2 separate regions of the Mus musculus genome follow, and region 2 is linked to region 1. The links are chromatin contacts, called in public Micro-C maps. All regions are on one chromosome and are shown on one strand. The core of a region is the stretch at or near the end of the contact, and the rest is flanking DNA. Distances in the headings are between cores, read along the strand shown.

Region 1 (3,782 bases), core at 360-2,859:
GTTTCTGATTTGCAAGTAGGCTCACTGGTTTTGTGTCACCCGAGGGGGAGGGGCAGAGGAAGAGTTAAAATCACCAGGTCCTTTTACCTTCCACGTGTGCCAACTCCTTCCCAAAGCTTTTGTTTTTTAACTATGAAACCTGAGCGTCTCAAAGATTCCTTCTGCTCAAAGATGAGTTCTTTCATATCTGCTGAGAGATGGCTGAAAATGTTACAAAAATCTGCCTTCTGGGTAGGATGACTGTCTATCTCTGGCCTCCCAGTCGTCCAACATAAGTCTCTTGGATAGGCATCAATATTCCTAAGCAAACTTCCGATGGGCCCTCTGTCCCCCTTGTTCCATCTTGGCGTCCACAGCCATCTGCTCTCCTACCCGGAGCTCTACCTTGCTTGCCTCTGCTCCCTCCAAAACTCTACCAGCTCCACGGAGAAAGCCACTCCTGAGGCTTGTCTGGAGCTAAGCACAGTAAAGCCACTGCCCCATAGGGGCTGGTGGGGCCACCAGGGCGATCATGACTCTTCCCATGGCACCCATCCCCAAAGGGAAGCTAGTTCTCTAGACCACCTACACAGCAGAGGCCTCTGGGCCCCATGAAAGGCTGTTTGAAGAACACTGGGCTCAGCAGCAGAAGACAGACCTCTGATGTCCTTAACCATCCTCATGGCCAGTCAGGCAGTGGCCTAGCTTCTGCCGGTGAGCAACCACACACTAAGTATTCCCCTTTTACAAATGTATCAGCTGTTCAAGCTGGGAGAAGTCTCCCAACTAAACCGGCCTCAGTTTCCTCTTGTGGAGAGCAAGCACACAAACCATATCTCGCATAGAGACTGAAACACCATGAGTGTGCGCTCACATCGGCGAGCAGATGTAAAGAGTTACTGTGTTATTAGCACAGTGGCTCCTGACTCACAGCGCCTACTGCTCGGAGAGACGCCGAAGAGAAATCAATCCTGCTTTTAAAATTACTTTATATACTCAGGAGCATTAGTCACTTCAACTGAGTGCTCCAACTTCCCTCCCAAGCATCTGGAGCCTCACCTAGGTGCCTAACAGATTGTCGCATCTCAACGCTGCCTACAAGTCCACTATTCCTACGCTGAAGGGTTATTATTGGGTGTGTTTCCTTTCCAGGAAAACTTCGATTTCTATGTCGCTGGCTGTAAATGCAGCCGTGAAGAAAGGCAAACTGCTTTTCACACTCACAAACCCAGGCCCTGGAGTTGCTCGCGCTAGGGGCAAGGAGACCGCGGAATGGCCGAGGCGCCGAGACCAGCCCGGGTGCGGGTCCCCGCCAGGTGTCTCCGCGCCCGGCTGGCTGAGACGGGAAGGGCCGTGGGCTCCAGGCGCAAAGTCCGCGCCCAGGCCGGGGGCGCCCCGAGCTCCCGCCGCAGCACGCGACCGGCGGCCCGTAGCCCCTCGCGGGCGCTCCGCGAGCTCACTCACCCCATCTCCGGCGCTGCTCGTGCGGCCGCTCCGACGGGGCCCCTGGCGTTCGCTCTCCGCCCGCTCGGCAGCTGCTCCCCGCGCGGCACATGCGGCGGCCCGAGTGCGCCCGGCTCAGCCCCGGCGCCGTTCCATTCCGCCGGCTGCGCGGCTGCTCTGCCGGTGTCGGGGCCGCCGCCAGGCGCGGGCGGGCGGGAGGGCGGGGGCTGGGCGGCCGGGGGCTGGGCGGCCGCGCTCGGGCGGAGCCGCCGGTCCCTCCCGCCCGCTCCTTACGTAACCTCGTGGCCCCCGGGCCGCCGCCGCCCGCCTGGAGCTGGGGGCGCGGCAGCGTGTGCAGCGTCCCCCGCGCTGCCGCGCAGTCGCCGCTTCTTCCAGCAGCCCCCTCCTCTCCTGTGTCGACCCCGCACCCGCGCGCCCTGCCAAGCTTGGCGCCGCGCCTCGGACGGGATGTCCCACCTGCTGGACTTGAAGTCGCAGCTGGCAGGGACTTTTTGGCCACCTTTAGTTTGCAGATGAGGGAACCGAAGCCCCCCAGGGAGGAGAAATGATGTGACCAAGGTCACAGTCTCAGATTAGATCTCACGTCTCCAGAGTCTGAGATGGGCAGGACCACGATTTGCTCCCCACCCCATTTAATGCCCACCTTCGTCTTCCTGCCCACCTGTCTGGCTGAGTGGCCTTAAAATCCTGGAGGGTAAGATGGCAAGGAGGATTCTGTAGCCCAAAGCAGGTTCCCTGAACTCTTCCCTGGGTAAAGACAGAAACGCACACCCTCAGCATAGCGAGTTGGCAAAATTTGAGAGGCTTCCTTAAGCTTGGCTATGATTCCCTACCAAAGGCCAGCACTGGAGCCAACCTAACCATCACCCCACACTGGGCCTTCCACGGGATTGTCTTCGGCTGAGCACACATTGCCCACACAAGCCTGGCATCTCTGGACAGACAGGGACTGGGAGGAGAAGGCAAGGACAAGCAACTGGAATAGGGCCACCACCGTGCCCCTGCCCTCATTTCCCTTCAGGCCACTGTGACTAGCTACCTAGCTCCTTCACCTCACAAGAGCACCCACCCCATTTCTAAACGGTGGTCAGTAATTTCTGAAATACAAGTTGATCTGAGGCTCCCCTCCCACTGTCCTTGGGATGAGCCTGGCCAGTCCACTACCACCTCCAGCCCTCTCACTTTGCCCTTGCTCGCCGCACTCCAGCCAGCTGGCCATTCTCTCAGCCTACCCACGTGCTCTTCTTTCTGTCTGGGAAGATTTTTTTCCCCTTCATTCCTACATGTGCTTCAGATCACTGTTACACTGTCGCGTCCCTTAGGGGCTTAACCGAAGGCCGTGGATGGCATTGTTCCGGTCCATTTTTCTTCCTTGCACTTACTGTTAGTAGTATCTCGTGTAAAATTATTGGTTTAATATTCCAGACACACCTGCAAACTCTTAGAAAGATGTGGCTTTTTGCCCATAATTGTAACCTCTACTACCTACAATGGGAATTCAAAGTCTTCCACCAATATTTGTTGAATGAATAAGTAAACAGACCAAGCCCTATCTATACAAAATTGGTCAGGATCTGTGCACACAGGTGACTCTGTTTAGAGCCAAGACTAATGAACAGTCAGCCCCAGAGGAAGTTCTTCTAACACAAGCTGAATTCCAAAGACCAGGGCTGTGCCAAGGTGCTGAAGGGAAGGGGTCACTGGTAAAGTCCCAGAAAGAAGCCAGAAGTAGGAGGATCAAAAGCAGGAGCCAGCAAATGTGTGTTAGGGGTATGGAAAACAAGACTCTGAGCAAAGGAGCCCAGTGGTGTTCAAGCCCTGGCTGGGAGGTCCATCTCTTTGCTCCTCAGATAGACAGGGTGCACCCACATCACCTTGGCAGGATGCAATGAGGCCAAGCAGGTGGGGTGGTGAATCGCAGCCAGTGCTCTGTGGTTAAATTGGCTGTCCTCTGTGTAGAAGGCTCTGAGGGAAGAGAGAGAGGAAGGGTGGATCAAACTCAAGGTCTGGGAAGGGATGTGCTTTCTTCACCTTCTCCAAGCTACTCTAGGAAGAGGGGTGTGGAGAAAGTGGACTCTGCTACTCTTCTCCTCTCCTTCAACCCAAGGCTTCCCGGGCAGTTCTCTCTGATGGCTCCCTACTCCGTCTCATTTTCTCGAGTCATCTTCACTGCACTCTCTCATCATCTTGGACTCTTCCCAAGAGATGGGCATTCACTTCCCAGTTAGAGGTCTTGCTGGCAAACACTTACTGTGGAGCATCACTCCTCCCTGTGATCAATACCCTAGTTGACAATGGAGAAGGCTGAAAGGAAGAGACTCTGTGCCCGTGGCTAAGGC
Region 2 (3,537 bases), core at 262-2,761, 120 kb after region 1:
GAGCCCAGGTCCAAGAAAATAAAAGCCAAACCCATATCTCCGCCCCCAAAAGGTGGGGCTCATGAAAAGGAGAAAGCACTTTACTGTTTTAATTTGCATTTCCTCATTTACTAATGAGGTCACACATTCCTTGGTTGTATTTTTTTCTTTTCTATTACATCTTGTCCTTTATCCATTTATTGATGGGAACTTAACATATATTTCTTGTGTGAACTTTATATTTCCCTCCATAAGCATCTTCTTGAGGAAGCTATGAGCCTCTGTGGACTCTTGTGCTCCACTGACTTGCCTGTTTACGTCAGAATTACTCAAAATCTGCTGTCTTAAAAACAACACTATACTCAAGCAGCCAACACCATCTTCGGTCCTCCGGGAGCTGGCTCGATTACCTTGGACAAGTCACTTTTCTGGGCCTCGGTCCCATTTGTAAAACTGGGGTAAAACAACAAGATATGCCTCCCTAACAGTTAGGACTGCTGTGATTAACAACGCCACAATGCCACTACCTTCCACTAAGTAGCAAACTAATCAGCTATCAATCAATCTCCTATCCTCAGATCATCGGAGAGCAAACTCGAACACTACTAGCGTGTTTTAGAATACAAAAACCGTCACCTTGACTGCAGAAACTTGAAGCAGGCCAGCCTGATACCTGCTATGGCTATTATCTTCCAGAGTCCTGACAGCAAACCGTGGAGACCCTGACAACCCCAGTCCTCTAAGACCCTTCATCCACCCGGGTCCTTAAACAAAAACGAATCCTGCAAGTGGGTAATCGGGACAGCCTATCTCGTCTTCTAGTCTGCCCACTCGATTATGAAGCCCGGGCGACAGACAATTCCGCTACTGGAATGTGACAGCACCCTTCAACGGCAAAGCGCCCGCCACCGCCGGGAATGGCGACACTGACCGACCTTCCCAAGCATCGCCTGCCTGCCGGGGAGGACCCGAGGGAGGCCGACTCGCCCAGCCCAAGGTCACTCGGGAGTCGACGCAGGCCGGGCTGGGTGCCGCCACCCTCCAGGCCGCCGGCTCCGCGCGCCCGCCGCTCACCTCAGCAGCGCCAGGAAGGCGGCGGGCTCCACGTCCGGCAGCTCGATCTCGGCCGACGTCGTGGCCATGCCGCCGTTGAACATGGCGTCGAAGACCGCGCTGCCGGCCGCCAGCACGAAGCGGTGGGCGGGGATGCGCTGCGGGCCCCCGGCGGCCGCCGCGCCTCGGCCCTTGCCCAGCACGAAACGCACATCGCTCAGCAGCTCCGAGTTGAAGAGGAAGGCGAAGCGCTCCTTGAGCGACGCCTTGGTGGCCTGCCAGTTGTACAGCGGCTCGCGCTGCAGGGGCAGCAGCGGCCCGAGAGCGGACGGCGAGGGAGCCGGTGGCGGCGGCGGAGGCGGCGGCGGGGCCGGAGGGCCGGGCTCCGCCTCAGCTCCGGTCGCCGGCTCCCCGGCCGCGGCTGACCCGAGCGAGGCCATCCTCCTGCTGCGCGGCTCCGCTCAAGCTGCGAGCACCCGGCGCGCCGCCGCCATGGTCGAGCCGCCCCGAGGCCGGCACCGCCCCCCTGCCTTCCGGGAAAGGCGCTTCCGGCCGCGCGCGCCCGCCCTCCCGCGGGGCCGCGTTGCTGAGGCGGGAGGCGCGCGGCCGCGAGAGGGTTGAGGGGCGTGCGGGCGCGCCGCGCTGATTCCTCAGGCCGCCTCCCGCTCCTCCCTTCAGGCTCGCCTCGCTCCCACCCGCGTCACCCTGCGAGGACGCCGCCTCAGCCCGCTTGGTGGATGAGCTGGACGTGGAAGGACCTCGAGGGCACGGCAAGGGAGTCTGTAGAGGAGAGACAGACACCCTGCTATTCTAAAGGCGGGATGGTGGCCCTGTCACAGCCCGGATGGCTGCATCACCCTTGGAAACCCCAGGCGGAGCTGAGAGGCTAGGAAGTCCACTGATCCCTCTCCCCGTCCGCAGTCTCTTTCTTACCCCTTCTGACTGTCGAGGCTCCACTCCGCCCTGTGAGAGAGTTCCTCTGCCATTTCCATGTCTAAGATTGAGGGCCTTCTTGCTCAACTCTCCTAGGCCTTGCTTTTGGTTCCAGTGCAGAAAAGCACTGGAACCACACCACCTTATGAGCCCTAGGATTTGAGTTGAGATTGGCTCATGCCTGTAATCCCAGTAAAATGGAAGGTTGAGGCAGGAACATGGCTGCAACTGGGAACCCAGCCTGGGTAGCAAATGAAGACCCACACACACACGCACGCACACACACACACACACACACACACACACACACACACACACACGTCTTAACTCCTTTCCCCTCAAAAACAAATGGGAAGGGTGCTGCCAGCTACATATCTTTGGGGGCAGTGTTCCTGTGTGGTTGTCATTATGTGGGAGCCTTTCTTGAACCCTGCAGCAATAAATAGATCCTAAGATAAGGCACTTGTTATAGGCAGAAGGAAAAGACCCAGAAAATGATTCTTTACGACACGAGAATAACTGGGGGGGGAGGGGGGGAACCTTCCGGCTTACAGATGTCAAGCAATCTAAGAGTCCTACGCTCCGAGTTTATAGTGGAATTGGACAAGAAATTTAAGCTGATTCTTTGAAAACAAAAGCAAGATACCAGAACCTTTCCCCTACCCCCATATTTTAATCTCTATTTTTAGGAATATTAAAAAACTCCGAAAAAGCTCTACTATTAATTTTGAAATATATACAATTCAATTCTCTGTTATGGGACTTTAGAAATAGAGTTGCAGTTGCCACCAAGCCTGATGACCCGAGTTTAATCCCAAGCACCTACAAGGTAGAGGGAGAGAACTAACTCCTGCAAGTTATCCTTTGACCTCTTGATGTCTAGTGTGACATCCCATAAAAATGGAATGTAATTTTAAAACATGGCTGGGTGTGATGATGCATACCTTTGAACCTGTGTCACAGGGGTTCACTTAGCTCTGTGAATTCCAGACCAGCCAGGGAGACCCTGTTCCAAAAATACTAAGTAAATAAAAATACCCTACAGGGCCAGAGAGATGGCTCAGCAGGTAAAGGTACTTTCTGCTAAGACTAAAGAACTGAATTTCATCCTGAGAGAGACCGATTGGCTGTCCTCTGCACTCCACAAGCACTGTGGTACTCCAGGATATGTATAGATCTACAGATACACAAAAATGAGTAATTAAAAAAAAATAAACTACAAAAAGAGCAGGGCACAGTGGCCCATGCCTTTAATCCCAGAATTAGGGAGGCGGAGGCAGGCAGCTTTCTGTGAGTTCCGGACCAACCTGGTCTACAAAGCAAGTTCCTACTCAGCCTGGGCTACAGAGTGAGACCTTGTCTCAAAACCAACCAACCAACCAACAACAGCAAAAATTCCAAAACTAGCTTCTGTCAGGTCCAAAGCTCCACTTCCTCCAAAATGGCAATGCTAGTGACATTGTCCTAAACAAGGATTTTGGGTAAACAGAGGATTGTTTATCTGTAAACAAGCCTAAAGGTTTCTATTTACTAGAAAAGCAGATCTCTTAAAGTGGTTGCTATTCACCAAGA

What was found. A called contact is a pair of places that touch in the nucleus more often than the background predicts.
Region 2: a Micro-C map of embryonic stem cells shows a contact between it and region 1, with 2.3 times the contacts expected there. The contact joins the promoter of Btbd1 here to the promoter of Homer2 in region 1. A contact is called at or near these places in 4 of 484 Hi-C or Micro-C datasets (embryonic stem cells and muscle stem cells) and 1 of 9 other capture datasets (adipose tissue).

Annotation. Positions count from the first base shown.
Region 1 is chr7:81,705,316-81,709,097 of GRCm38.p6, forward strand. Homer2 (homer scaffolding protein 2) reads right to left here and starts at 1,610. Exons shown (of 9, transcript NM_001164086.1): 1 at 1,444-1,610. The coding sequence starts at 1,448. It overlaps Gm32579 (a long non-coding RNA gene), which reads right to left. Exons shown (of 2, transcript XR_391652.2): 2 at 2,837-3,408.
Region 2 is chr7:81,827,920-81,831,456 of GRCm38.p6, forward strand. Btbd1 (BTB (POZ) domain containing 1) reads right to left here and starts at 1,512. Exons shown (of 8, transcript NM_146193.2): 1 at 1,054-1,512. The coding sequence starts at 1,472.